Linked DNA regions of Mus musculus: all the other regions are linked to region 1. The links are chromatin contacts, called in public Hi-C maps. All regions are on one chromosome and are shown on one strand. The core of a region is the stretch at or near the end of the contact, and the rest is flanking DNA. Distances in the headings are between cores, read along the strand shown. Region 1 overlaps Pard3 (par-3 family cell polarity regulator). Region 2 has its middle 2.8 kb from the start of Gm32532. Region 3 has its middle 29 kb from the start of Gm32532.

Region 1 (4,787 bases), core at 377-2,876:
TGAACAGTATTTCCTTTCTATCAGAAAATAACTCCAAGGGAAGAAAGATGGCTCTGCAGTGAAAAGCTCTGGATGCCCTCCTGGATGACCTGGTTTCAATTCCCAGATCCACATGACAGCTAAGGAGGGACTCCAGTTCCAGGGACTCTGCTGCCCTCTTCTGGCCTAGTTGAGCACTGCATGCAAATGGCACATAAACTTTGTGCAAGGAAAACATCCAAACACATTAAATAAAGTTAAATAACTTTTTTTTAATTAGAAAATAATTTAAGGGTCTGGAGAAATGGCTCAGTGATTAATAGTGCTCACTCATAACCACCTGGAACTCCATTCCCAGTGATATAATCCCCTCTTCTGACCCCTGCATGCATCTACCCACACACATGTGGCAGATGCATAGGCAGACAGGAAAGAATTTCAAAATCACAACATGGTTTTCATATCAAATATCTATATGAATTAGAAGTGTTTCTTGGGGAGGGGTGGGTGTTGACTAAATAAAATGATCACAAGAGTCTAAATCTTATGCCAAGCATATTGATGGTGTGCTAGAATTTATAGTATATGCAATTTCTGTAAACGGACACAAAATCATACTGTCCCTCTAGTGAGGAAAAAAGCAAACAAATGCCTATACAGGTGAAACTTTCCCAGCTCGCAGCCATAGATGATAGAACAATACATTTACAGTCTAGCGAGAATGAAGAAACCCCTGGATCTAAAGAAAAAAAGCTCTCAGAAAAATCACAATGTTTTCACTACAGAGTGCTTACTGTTAGGCCCAATTCTAATGTCCACAAATTATCCAACACAATCAAATATTTTGTTCAAATACCATTTGCAAAGGAAGCAGGGAATTTACTTAGTTGTAGACATGAAGAATAATTTAATGTTTCCTTGAGAACAAAATTGACAGGTGTCTTGGACTTACATCAACATTTTTGGATTTTTCCTCCCACCCCCCCCCCATGTCCTTTTAAGAACCTCACTTAACTGGGTCACAGCAGCTCAGCAAAGCTCAGACAGACTCCTGGGCTCTCCCAGGATTAAACAGGACCAGCTCTCAATCAGCAGAGCTCATTAGGACACACAGAGATCGGCAGGGGCAGCTGATGGTGCAAGCTGCTTAGCTCTCACATCCGAGTTCAATTAGGAGGCTGTCCCCAAGGAAGCGCACAGGCCAACACTTAGATAAGAAAGGCAGTGTCCTCCATCACTTTCAAAGCAGGACCACGGCTTCACACAGACAGACTTTCCGTCTCTCTTCAGCCCTCAGGCCTTTCCTCTGTAACATGTCTTCAGTCTTCCCTGTCACAGGCAGGTGCTATATAACAAGCAGTGTTGTCAAGAAGTATCAATTGTATAACCGCACAAATCTCGAATAAAATTTATATGTATGTGATGGCTATTCTTAGTTGTCAGCTTCACTACCTCTGGATGCTATGGATAGGTAAAGCATGGTGACTGTCTGGGCTGTGTCTACGTGGACACTGGGAGAAGCCACGGCAAACTCACTTTGGTAACGTGGCCAAGAGGAGGGTGGTGGGCAGAAACACAGATGTCATCCTGAGGGGAAGGATCTGTCAAGGGACAAAAGAGGAACCAAGCCTCTGTACTCTAAGGGGCAGAGCCTGCGTGAGGAAGGCTTGTGGGGGGAGGGGGGCTCCAGTTGAACAAACACCCACTGAAGGAATGACTGGAGCAAAGAGATTTGCAAGGGAGAAACCACATGACTGACAAGGCAAGCAGGAGGGAAGTGAAGACCTTGGCACGCCAAAGGCCATTGTTTCTTTAGAGGAACAGGGGCAGAGTGAGCACCCACAGGCAAATCAAGACATCTAAGGGGGATGACAGTGCCATCACACCATACTTCTGTCTAGGTAAAAGTTAAAGCACAAAGGGCCAGTTAATGAGTTTCTTCTTTGAACCGAGAGCATTGGACAGGACAAGAAACATGTTTACCAGAGGGCTCAACTAATGAATATCAACATTACAGTTTCATTTCTCAACTTGGAAATTGTAACTCTTGAAGAAAACAAGCATGTGTGTGTGTGTGTTTTGGGGCTGCTCCATCACCCAGCATTGTAAAGACTAAATCATCAAAATTAGGAACTAGTATGTGCTTAGCTTAGAGAAGATAAAAAATACTGCCCCGTATGAAAAGAAATTCAAATGTCCCAGCCCACCAATCTCTTCAGCTGGATGTAGTAAAAATAACCACACTTCTCTCCAGTAGTTTAATCTCTACATAGTTTCTCAGCTACTTAAAAAGTCTGACTTAGCTTGTGCTGGAGAGACTACTGGGTTGGTAGAGTACCTTGGAAACACTCACAAGGGTCTCACCTGAGACCTGAACATCAGAAAAAGCAAAGGGGAAAAAGGCCCCTCATCAATACAGAACCATCACAGAAATATCACAGGCCACACAGGTGGCCAAAACCAAAACCAGCGAATGAATTGCTCGAACACTTAAAAGCAACATTTTCAGGACTGCTCCAAAACCAAGTTGATCGTGATAGGAAAAACCTACAAAGGAACTGATTAAACAAAAACAACCACCACCAAAAAACTGTCTCTATCCAAACTAAACTAAACTAAATAAATAAATGTCTTTTAAACGGTTCCTATTCTCCAGGCAGGGTATCAGAAATAGGTTTTGAGAAGAATATACTATAAGATAGAAATGCTGATGTAATTTTCTGACTAGTATTCCTAAAGTGGACAGTAGTTCTACCTCTCCTAAGACACAAAAATAAACAGCAAATGTTAAGAAGAGTGAGAAGCAGAGGTATGAACAGTGCACTGCACATCAGAGACAGACACATCTTTCCCCATCATCTGAGCACAATGCTCCAACAAAGGGCTTTAAGGCCGACCGCAATGAGCACAGGAAAAGGCACCTGAAGGTCAAGGATTTATAAAATAATGTGTCTTTATCCAGCCAGGCTGACTGTAACAGTGTATTCACGGGCAAGAAAAGCAGTGAACACTAAGATTCCACAAATGTCACTCCATATACCACCTGACTGGTTTTTTTGCTCAGAATTTCTGACTCACCTCCTGTCTCCCTGCAGGCTTTCAGCTCCATCAATCAAAGAAGCAGCAGAAGGTAGTAATCACAGCCAGCAAAAAGGACAAAACAGGCTGAGGGATGTGGCTCAGTAGGTACAGTGCTTACCTGGTAAACACAAAGTTCTGAGTGCTGTCCTCTAGACTGCATTATGTTGGGTTTGGTGGCACATACATGTAATCTCACAGAGCAATGAAGGCAGAAGGGATAGATAGATAATAGAAAAATAGATAAATGATATATAGATGATAGATAATAGACAGTCAGGGGATAGATTATAGATAGATGCTAGATATAGACAGATGATGGATAGATGACATAGGTAGATGGACAGATGGACAGATAGATGTTAGGTAGGTAGATAGATAGATAACAGATAAATAGGTAGATGATAGATTATAGATTGATGATTGATGATAGATGATAGATAGATAATAGATGATAGCTAGCTAGCTAGATTTATAATAGATGATAGATAGATAGATAGATGATAGCTAGATAAATAGATGTATAATAGATGATAAATAGATAGATGTATAAGAGATGATAGGTAGGTAAGTAGGTAGATAGAGAGATAGACAGATGATAGATAATAGATAAATGATATATAGAGATGATTGATGATAGATTATAGATAGATGATAGAGATAGATAATAGATAGATGTATAAGAGATGATAGGTAGGTAAGTAGGTAGAGAGATAGATAGATAGATAATAAATGATATATAGAGATGATTGATGATAGATTATAGATAGATAATAGAGATAGATAATAGATAATGGATGAATAGATAGATGATAGATAGATAGATAGATAGATAGATAGATAGATAGATAGATAGATAGATAGATAGAAAGATAAAGAAAACAATCCTGACAAGCAGCCTTTGAAGGGCTCCAGAAGTGAATGAGTGACAACTGCCCCCCAGCTCTATCAGATCACAGAGGCCCATATGCTTAGGTAGTACCAAGCAGAGGTGATCAGAAGGCGAGTGCATGTGTACATGGGAGCTTGCGCGCGCGCGCGCGCGCGCACACACACACACACACACACACACACACACACACCTCCAAGTCCCAAGCAAAAGGATATATAAAGGTGGGCATAAGGACTAAGACTAAATTAATTCTTCAGAAGAAGACTAAAAATGATTTAAGAAGATTAAACTGTATTCTAATTCTGATGAGATGCCACTGGAGCAAGACTCCATCTCTGAAAGGATGAACACTGGGGATGGCAGTGAGCAAGCTCAGCATTCCAAATGGTGCTTCCAGTGTGAGAGAAGAAAAGGCGATTCAAGACAGTAACAGCAGGGCTGGGCTGTAGCTCAACAGCAGAGCACTTGCCTGCCATGTGCAAGGCCATGGGTTCTATCCTCAGCCTACCATGTAACAGCCCTTCCTAAAAGGTTACTCAGGATTCCATGAATGAACCTTTTCTTGCCTAAAATGAAGTGGAAAGAGAAGCAGCCTCCCAGAAGTATTACAGCATTGACCTGAATCTGCACTACATGCAGGTGACATCATTCAACCTTCATGGAGGACAAACCCAAAGCTACAGAGCAGCATCAGTCCCCACATGCACAGGTACAGGGGAAACCTACAGAACTCCTGCACAGCAAGCAAGCTGAGAGACACAGGCATGTATGCTTGTCTGAAGTGCAGGTTTCCAATGCTGACTGACACACACATCAAAAATCCACTGTGGGCTTGTGT
Region 2 (4,830 bases), core at 303-2,802, 360 kb before region 1:
CTATTCCTGGTTGTCAACTTGACTATATCTGGAATTGAACTACAATCCAGAATTGGAAGGCTCACCTGTGATCCAGATCTTAAGGCTGGGAGATACAAGCTTCTAACCTGAATTTTAGCATGGAAATCTTGCGGCATAGTGACTATGAATGCCAGGAGACTAAGGCAAGAAGATCTCTAAGTTCAAGGTCATCTGGGAAAAGCAAGTCCAAGATCTAGGCATGGGGGTACACACCTTTAATCTGGGCCATACCTTCTGCTGGAGACCTACAAAAGGACATCGGAAGGAAGATTTGCTCTTTTTTGCCTGCATGCCTTGTGGGATTGAGCAACTACTAGATCCTTGGACTTCCATTTACAGCTGACCATTGTAGGGGAGTTGTACTACAGACTATAAGTCATCATAACAAATTTCCTTACTATACAGAGACTACCCATAAGTTCTGTGACTCTAGAGAACCCTGACTAATACAGCCAGCAAGTACATTATAGAAGCTGTGGGGAAGGGGAAGCCTTGTCCTTACCAGTGAGGTCCTCTGAGCTTACGGCATGCTTGCTTTCTTCATGAACTCCTCCCCCAACCCCACCTCAACAATCTGGACACCTGCACCCTCTCCTCTGCTTTCATAAGGTATATCCTCTTCAGGAATCTCCAACTGCATTAATGAGCAAAGGAGTAAAGTGGGAGGAAGGAGAACAGGGTTGAGGCTTGGTGGCTAGAGAAACTGAGCACCCAGGGATCTGGGTTCCTCTCCAGCACTACACACACCAGGTGTGATGGTGCACATTTGTAACCCCAGCACTCAGAGATGAAGGTAGGAGGGCCAGAAATTCAAAGTCATCCTCAGCTACACAGAGAGTTCAAGGCCAGCTTGTGGCATAGGAGAGTCTTTCTCAAAAGGGGAAAAAGAAAACTTTCATCACATTCCGAAATAGTATGCTACGGAGGGGGAAAAATGTTTGAAAGTCTCTGGGCTTTACTGCTGCCTACTTATTACACACACGGCGTGAAAAAAAAATTGGTGAGGTTCATCAAATACTTTCTTATGACTTTTTAACTTATCCAACTCAGCAGAACACAGACATTCACAGACCCACAGACATCAATAAATCTGCCTGAGCCTTAATTAATACAGCTGCATCGCCACACAGACAGAACTTTAAAGAGTCCATTACTGTCGTTCAGCCTGCTAGCTGCTTTCCCCACAGTGGCGCCAGCACTCTGAGAAGTTTAGAATGTCAAATATTTTGTAAGTGGGCTTTTTTTCCTTTCTCTAAAAATATCCAAACCAAAACTGAAGATGCAGAGATAAGTCCACCATCCAGCAGCTTCTACTTTAAGCTCAGCATATATTATGTGCCCGTGTCCTCCTTTTTTTTTTTTTTTTTTTTTTGGCTTTTCGAGACAGGGTTTCTCTGTTTAGCCCTGGCTGTCCTGGAACTCACTTTGTAGACCAGGCTGGCCTCAAACTCAGAAATCTGCCTGCCTCTGGCTCCCGAGTGCTGGGATTAAAGGCGTGCGCCACCATGCCCGGCACCCGTGTCCTCTTAAATGGCCTCTGTAGGCATGCATACTTTCTAATCTCTTGGGTGGTGCAGTACCTGGGCCTCTGAATCCTGCCCTGGTCCTACCAACTTTGTAGATGCAGCCATTTGGAAATAATGGATAGGATACTGCTGTATCCCCAAGGCACCCCCCCTCCACCAAGGAAAGCCTCTGGTTGGTACTGTAACACTTTATCTCATAATTATCTCCCTGGCAAAGAGCTGAAGGTTTTAAATTTTTCCTGCTGGTCAGTGTCAACCAGAATAATGGGACAGATTGTCTATAGAATGTGCTTGTAGTGTGGCCAGGGCTCAGCTTAGTGGTAGATAGACCTGTCTTAGATCCATGAGAAGTCAGCTAAGAACTCCTCCAGGGGTAGAATTGAAAACATGGAAGCATGCTATTGCCAATTTTCACCTGAGATTATTTTGTGTGATATGTGCATATGTGCACATGTTTGTGTGTGTACGTGTACTTGTGTGCACATGTATGTGAGCATCAGAAGTCAACTTTGGGCATCACACCCTTTTAATTTACTTAAGGTCTCTCTCTGGCCTAGAGCTAACAAGTTGTGCTAATCTGATGATGAGCAAGGCTGAGGGATCTGCTTGTCTTCATCTTCCCAGGACTGGGATGGCAGGCAAACACTGCTGTGCCTGGCTTTTGTCAGGTGGATTCTGGGAATAAGACTCTGGTCCTCATGTTTGAAAGGCAAGTGCTCCACTGACTGAGCCTCTCTTCAGCCTCATATTTCTTTCAGATCTATTACACATAGTTTTGAAAATTTGCCGTTCTGTCTGTCTCTCCAATGCTGACATTTTTCCTCTGATGATCACAAGAGGGGAGTCTGGAAAACCAGATTAGTCATGTGGCCCGTAAACCGGAAGAACAGCATTTGACACACCAGCATTACAGATGAACAAGTGAGTGGAGGCCTCTGGGTATGTATGCATATGTTGGGTGTGCATGCTCCAAATGTGCATATGAAGAGCAAATGTCAGCCTTAGGTGTTCCTTCCTCTACTGATCCCTTCCTTAGTTATTGAGACAAGTTTCTCACTGAACCTGGAGCTCACCTGATTGGCTGCCAGGGAGTCTCTAGGATCTCTGTCTGACTTCTCAACACTGTAATTACAGGCTGCTGCTATCTTATCTAGCTTCTTCCCTTGCTATCATAATTAGCTTCTTACTTGGGCACTGGAGCTCTGCACTCAGGTCCTCATGCCTATACAGGCTCCTGCTACCTTATCTAGCTTCTTATCTGGGCACTGGGGCTCTGCAATTGGGTCCTCATTCCTGAATATTGAGCATTTTCCCACTAATCCTCCCTAGTTTCCTGGCCCTGTGAGTACATTTTAAAAAGGTCATTATGATCATTCACTTCAAGTTAAAATTATGTATATTTTGTCAGACCAATAACTGTTATCCTAGCACTCAGGAGGCTAATGCCAAAAGATCTTGAGTTAAGAGTTAGTCTGGTCTATACTGGAAGTCTCAATCAGAAAATAAACAAAAACAGTAAAGAATAAAATCCTCTGTCTGTGTGTGTGTGTGTGTGTGTGTGTGTGTGTGTGTGTGTGTGTGTGTATTTGAGAAAGCATCTCATATACTCCAAGCTGGTCTTGAACTCACGATGTAATGAAGGGTGTTGGACCCCTGATTCTCTTGCCTTCATCTCCAAAGGCTGGAATTACAGGTGTAAGACATCATGCCTTCTTTGTTTTTCTTGTTTTGGAGAGATTCATTTTTAAACTGTAGCTTGGATGGTCCTGGCTGCTAAAGTCATCCTTCTTCTGTCAGAATCCTCTTTACAATTGTATCTTTCTGCCTCGGAGTCAGAGTGTATGTATATGAACATGTGTGTGTGTGTGTGTGTGTGTGTGTGTGTGTGTGTGTGTGTGTGTGTGTGCATGTTTGCGTGCAAGTGCGAGAGTGCCTCTGGTGATGAGTCTTAGGAACACTAAAATTTGGACATAATACTACTGGAAGATCCAGCAATACCTCTCCTGGGCATATACCCAGAAGAAGTTCCAACTGGTGATAAGAACACATGCTCCACTCTGTTCATAGCAGCCTTATTTATAATAGCCAGAAGCTGGAAAGAACCCAGATATCCCTCAACAGAAGAATGGATACAGAAAATGTGGTACATTTACACAATGGAATACTACTCAGCTACTAAAAACAATGGATTTATGAAATTCTTGGACAAATGGATGTATCTGGAAAATATCACCCTTAGTGAGCTAACCCAATCACAAAAGAAGTCATTAGATATGCACTCACTGATAAGTGGATATTATCCCAGAAACTTAGAATACTCAAGATACAATTTGTAAAACACAAGAAAAATCAAGAAGAGGGAAGACCAATGGGTAGATACTTCATTCCTCCTTAGAATAGGGAACAAAATACCCATTAAAGGAGTTACAGAGAGAAATTTTGGAGCTAAGATGAAAGGATGGACTATCCAGAGAATACTCCAACCAGGGATCCATCCCATAATCAGCCACCAAACCCAGACACTATTGCACATGCCAGAAAGATTTTGCTGAAGGGACCCTGTTATAGCTGTCTTGTATGAGGCTATGCCAGTGCCTGGCAAATACAGAAGTGGATGCTCATAGTTATCTATAAGATGGAACACAGGGCCCCCAATGGAGAAGCTAGAGAAAGCACCCAAGGAGCTGAAGGGGTCTGTAACCCTATAGGTGGAACAACAATATGAACTAACCAGTACCCCCAGATCTCGTATCTCTAGCTGTATATGTATCAGAAGATGGCCTAGTCGGCCATCACTGGGAAGAGAGGCCCCTTGGTATTGCAAACTTTATATGGCCCAGTACAGGGGAATGCCAGGGCCAAGAAGTGGGATTGGTTGATAGGGGAGCAGGGCAGAGGGAGAGTATAGGGAAATTTCAGGATAGCATTTGAAATGTATATAAAGAAAATAACTAATAAAAAATATCAAGGAAATAAACATATCCAAGGAGGTAAAAAAAAAAAACACTAAAATTTAAAGTCTAGCACCTGTAATCTTCATACATGTACTCATGTGTACATGCCCTCATGGATTCATGAACACACACAGAGGCACACACACATGCACATACATGTACACACATGCACATAGACACACCACAAAGTTCCTTAAGATTAGTCTCTGGGTAGATTTGCACTCAGAACAGCATAAATGCCACCATAATCCATGAATATATTTTTTTAGAGGAGTTACCACAATAGAGCATACCCTGCCTCTTATAGAATATTTTACACCAAGAAGATT
Region 3 (4,626 bases), core at 1,150-3,649, 390 kb before region 1:
ACCCTTTGCCCCCCAGGCCAGAGTCTGCCCAAGGGGATGTTCTCAGCTCTTCCTAGTACAGTGGCATCTGGGATGAGCGAGAACTTGTCGTCCCTGGCCTCCGTACACCCCAGGAATCCCAAAACCAGTTCTTCCACGGTAACCAACAGTCTGTCATGCCTGAGAGTCAGAGCCCGACTCCAGCAGTTCCAAGGGGACCGGAGACTTCACTTTCCCCACCCCCACCCCCAGAGCAGAGTCCAGTGGCCTCACATGGCCCAATGCTGGGCCCTTGGAGGTTCCGTGGGGTCCCATGGCAGTTTCCTGCATCTGCCACCCCAAGGTACTGGTCATAGGACTCATGTAGTATGGAATAGAGTTTATTTGGGGGCATGGGAAGGGAAGTCGAGAAGGGGTAGAGGCAGAGAAAAAGAGGGGGGAGAGAGAGAGAAAGAGAAAGAGAAAGAGAAAGAGAAGAGGCCAGCCAGGAACACGGGAAAGGGGAAAAGGGAGAAGGGGAGAGGAAGAAAGGGGTCAGAGAGAGTGAAGGGGGTCAGAGAGAGAAAAGAGGCAGCAGGAGCCAAGAGAGGCCAAACAGTCCTTTTTATAGCAGCCAGGCCCACCTAGCTGTTGCTAGGTAACTGTTGGGCAGCACCTAGAAGGAATGCTAACACTGAGAACCACTAGCCTACCAGTCCAGCCAATTCATGAGTTTCAGGCTCAGTGAGAGAGAGACTCAAAAAGTAAGTCAGGAGCTGGAAAGATAGATAGCTCAGCAGTTACAAACTCTTTGTTCTTGCAGAGGACCAAGGCTTGGTCCCCATCACCCACATGGACCCAGCTCACAACTGTCCATAACCTCAGTCCCAGGGGATCCAATGTCCTCTTCTAGCTCCACAGTTACCAGGAATCATGTGGTACGCATACATGCACTCAGGAGAAACACGCATACAACTTAAGTACTTCTAAACACTAAAGCATTTGAATGAAGAACACAGCAGTGTCGTGACCTGAGATATCTCAGCCTCCAGAATGACGAGAAATAAATGCTTGTTATTTATGAACCACCTGATGCCTGGTTCTTTGTGTGAGTCCTGTTGGACGTGTTCAAGAAGCCTTACTGAATTAGAGAAATCACTGTGACAAAGACATCAAGATCCTACATTCTTGGTTCCCACCTCTTGTCACATCATGTGACCTTGAAGACTGTAGATCACCTTGCAGATCTCAGCAGGATCCATGTCACTGGCACATAGTGAACTGTCCATAAATATTACATGTAATATATTAGTATTACTGTTTTTCTCTCTTAAATTCCAAAACTTAAGCATTAAGCACATAGATGATGTTTCCATAATGAGGTCAGCTCAAGAGTTCTGCCTTGGCCCCAGGCCCAGCTATAAGAGGAGCACTGCAGCCAAGCCAAATTCCGTTGTGTGTGTGTGTGTGTGTGTGTGTGTGTGTGTGTGAGAGAGAGAGAGAGAGAGAGAGAGAGAGAGAAAGAGAGAGAGAGAGAGAGACTAATTGCCTGCTGTGAAATAGAGCAAGAAGTGAGCTCCCAGAGTTTGGCTATAAAAACAGCCCTCTCCCTACTCACTTTAGTCCCAGTCTCCTCCTCCTCATCTCCTTTCCCTTTCTCATTTGCATAATGCTCAAAACACCCAGTAACTGGCGATCCCTGGACCTGCAGCACTTCTCCGAAAGCTGCATTATCTTTAGCAGCTGACTGGAGTCCAGAGGCAATAACCATTTCAGACTAGCCAGAAGGACAGGAAAGAAGAAAAATCATGTTAGTCAGGTAGCTCTTGCTGCCTTATCGGCACCAGCAAACACCACACCAGAGGGCAGGATAAAGAGGAGTTAGGAAATAACGACCTTCCGGAGATACCTGGGCTTCCAAATTAGATATGCAGTTGTTAAATAGATTGTGTGCAAAGGCACAGCTTTTAGCTCAAACATGACCTTCAAAGGGCTTTTTCCCTTAGATTCAAAAATGAAAAGCCCCACATATTTCAAAGAGCAGATCCAAGCACTAAGCTTGTTGTCTCAGCCCCCACCCCTGCGGGTAGGGCACACTACAGACCTTTCTCAATAATAGCCCCATTGGTTTTTATTACACATTATCATGTATCCTGACGCTCTTTATCACACTGGGAGGACGGACTGCCTTTATCATGGTTTATCTCATTCTGAAGTTATCCTATCAATATCCACCGGGCAAGGCTGTCTTTCTAGATGGCAGTACAGAACGGCCGATAAACAGGAACACTGCTGCCTGGATGATCAGTGGTGAGATAAAGAGAATGTGGCCGTCTGGAAAAAAAATCAACTGTGCTTGGCAGAATGTCTGGATAATCTGTAATGTGGCCAGGAGTGATTCATCACTGGACAGAGTCACCCTCACAACCAGTGACAGAACCAAAAGTTCCTTTAGAAAGTGCCTCCCGAAGACAGCCCAGAGGATGCTGTCATCCCTTGTCCTGGGGAATCTAGGGAGGCTTTGTTTAGACTGATCTCTCCTAAAGTTACATTCCATACATACTAGGCCCAGAGCACAGTAATTGAGCTGGTACCCACAATGAGATCGAGACACAGACTATCTTTGTTGCTCCACGGTTTGTAAATCACCTAAGAGACCCCAAAAGGACAAAGGCTGCTGCAGGTTCCTTGATGTCTCAATCCCTCCCTTCTTCTTTCTGCCTGGCACATTCTAAGAATGTGGACCATTTGGGTCTTCCACAGAAAGCTTTCCACAGGCTAAGATGAGTAAACACACACAGCTTGTTTTCTCAAACAAGCATTCTGACATCCAACAGCTTTCTTCAACTTCAACAGTCCTGTCAAATGTAGTGTTCAAAATGAAATTATATGAATGGTCTAGTTTGAAAGTCTGTTGTAATAAGGCATTAAATTCTACCAAATATAGTAAGACACACGTGCTCTCGTACTTCTTTAGGAAAAGGCAAAACACATTCTTGAATTAATAAAAATAAAGCATCTAAAAAAAAAAAACCAACAACAAAAAACCTTGATCTGTATGAGGCAATAGAACTCATTCCTGTGATGAATCCACTAAGAGCATACAAGATGATCAGCATGCTTCTTGATTCTCTCCCCCTCTCCCTCTCCCTCTCCCTCTCCCTCTCCCCTCTCCCTCTCACCTCTCCCTCTCCTTTTCTCTCCTCTCTCCTCCCCTCTCCCCCCTCCCCCTCCCCCTCTCCCTCTATATGTATCCCTGGCTGTATAGATTAGGCCAGATTCTAACACAATGTTGGCCAGCATGGTAACACACACCTTTAATCCCAGTACTAAGGAAGTTTACTATTCTTATCAGCCTTGTATCTCTGGCTGCATTATAGATTAGGCTGGTCTCTAACTCAAATGTTGGTCAGGCATGGGAGCACACTCCTTTAATCCCAGTACTCAGGAAGCTTTGTAATCTTATCAGCTGTGTCTGTGAACCAGGGGCAAAATCATCCCCCAAATTATAACTTCACAGAGGAACTAAGAGATCAGTGACCAGGACAGATTCTTTGACCTCCTCGCTAATCAGAGGGGCTGCAATTCACAGGCAATTGAGCAGAAGTTATTTCCTTTCAATAGCAATTGAACCATTATAACAAAGTCCTGAATGCTGTGGCTAGGTTGACTCAGTTAAACTCTATATAAACTCATTGTCTTTCGAGAGAAATGGCTGGCTTCAAAAGCAAAGTCCTTAGTGTAATAGGAGCCATCAGTAAGACTCCCTAAAACCTATTAGCAATTTTGGAAAACCCATCTGAAGGATAACTGCTCTCTACCCGATTATGCCTAGTGTGACCCAACACAGTAGACAGAGAACAAAGTATCCTCAACTCAGAATCCAAAAGGAAAACAAATGTTTTAGATTTCCCTGTATTGCCAAAGAGATTAGAGAAGGATATAGTTGGAAGTTTTGTACCAGAAGAGGAGCTGCTTTAAGAAAAGGTCTGTCAAAATGAAATCTAGTTCTGCGATGTGCTTCAGATGGTAGAGTATTTGTCCAGAATGCTTGATGTCCTTGGTTCAATCCCCAGCACCACAGAAGCCAGGAATGGTGGTGCACATCAATAATTCTAGCACTGGGGACATAAAGGCAGTAGGATCAGAAGTTCAAGGTCATCCATTATCAGCTGTGTAATTAATTTAAGGAAAGTCTGGGATACATGAGACCTGTCTAAATAAAATAAATAGAATTGTAAGACACCAAGCTGGAAAGAAGGAGAACTCTGTGAAAGGCCACTAGTATGGGAGCAGTTCCACAGATGACAGGGTTTCTTAGCTCCCTCAGTTCCAGAGTCCTAGCACAGCCCCTCCCTAGCTGTCCAGGGAAAGGAGTTTTATGATGTGTGGGTGGTCTCACCCTTTGACCCTGTGTTCTTACAGAAGTACAACTGTGTAGCACACAACTGGTCATATAAAAAACACTTAAGTTCCAAAGTTAGTTGTTTATCACCTGTTTTTTTTACATTTGTGTTTTCTCATTCTGCTAAAGACTCACTACCACTTCTAATATCGAATTTGTTGCATTGGTACCTGGTACCGAATGATTGTGATACCAGCTGAATAAAAAGATCCAATAGATAAGAAATCCTTCATGTTGAAATTTCAATGGTTTCTGTAAATACA

Evidence for each region. A called contact is a pair of places that touch in the nucleus more often than the background predicts.
Region 2: a Hi-C map of the N1E-115 cell line shows a contact between it and region 1, with 12 times the contacts expected there. The contact joins two enhancer-like sites. A contact is called at or near these places in 3 of 484 Hi-C or Micro-C datasets (the N1E-115 cell line, embryonic stem cells and nephron progenitors) and 1 of 9 other capture datasets (embryonic stem cells).
Region 3: a contact with region 1 is called in a Hi-C map of the N1E-115 cell line, with 5 times the contacts expected there. The contact joins two enhancer-like sites. A contact is called at or near these places in 1 of 15 datasets of contacts at CTCF or cohesin (the NIH/3T3 cell line), 3 of 484 Hi-C or Micro-C datasets (the N1E-115 cell line, embryonic stem cells and nephron progenitors) and 1 of 9 other capture datasets (embryonic stem cells).

Annotation. Positions count from the first base shown.
Region 1 is chr8:127,327,305-127,332,091 of GRCm38.p6, reverse strand. All of the region lies in intron 5 of Pard3 (par-3 family cell polarity regulator), which reads right to left. Among named protein-coding and RNA genes, the nearest start is that of Gm9909, 120 kb to the left of the region's middle. Within about 2 kb of position 1,626, at least 39 of the 459 cell types and tissues checked have an H3K27ac peak or open chromatin away from gene starts, as enhancers often do. A contact at or near this core is called in the N1E-115 cell line, where this site is marked.
Region 2 is chr8:127,691,188-127,696,017 of GRCm38.p6, reverse strand. No RefSeq gene overlaps it. Among named protein-coding and RNA genes, the nearest start is that of Gm32532, 2.8 kb to the right of the region's middle. Within about 2 kb of position 1,552, at least 3 of the 459 cell types and tissues checked have an H3K27ac peak or open chromatin away from gene starts, as enhancers often do. A contact at or near this core is called in the N1E-115 cell line, where this site is marked.
Region 3 is chr8:127,717,829-127,722,454 of GRCm38.p6, reverse strand. No RefSeq gene overlaps it. Among named protein-coding and RNA genes, the nearest start is that of Gm32532, 29 kb to the right of the region's middle. Within about 2 kb of position 2,399, at least 49 of the 459 cell types and tissues checked have an H3K27ac peak or open chromatin away from gene starts, as enhancers often do. A contact at or near this core is called in the N1E-115 cell line, where this site is marked.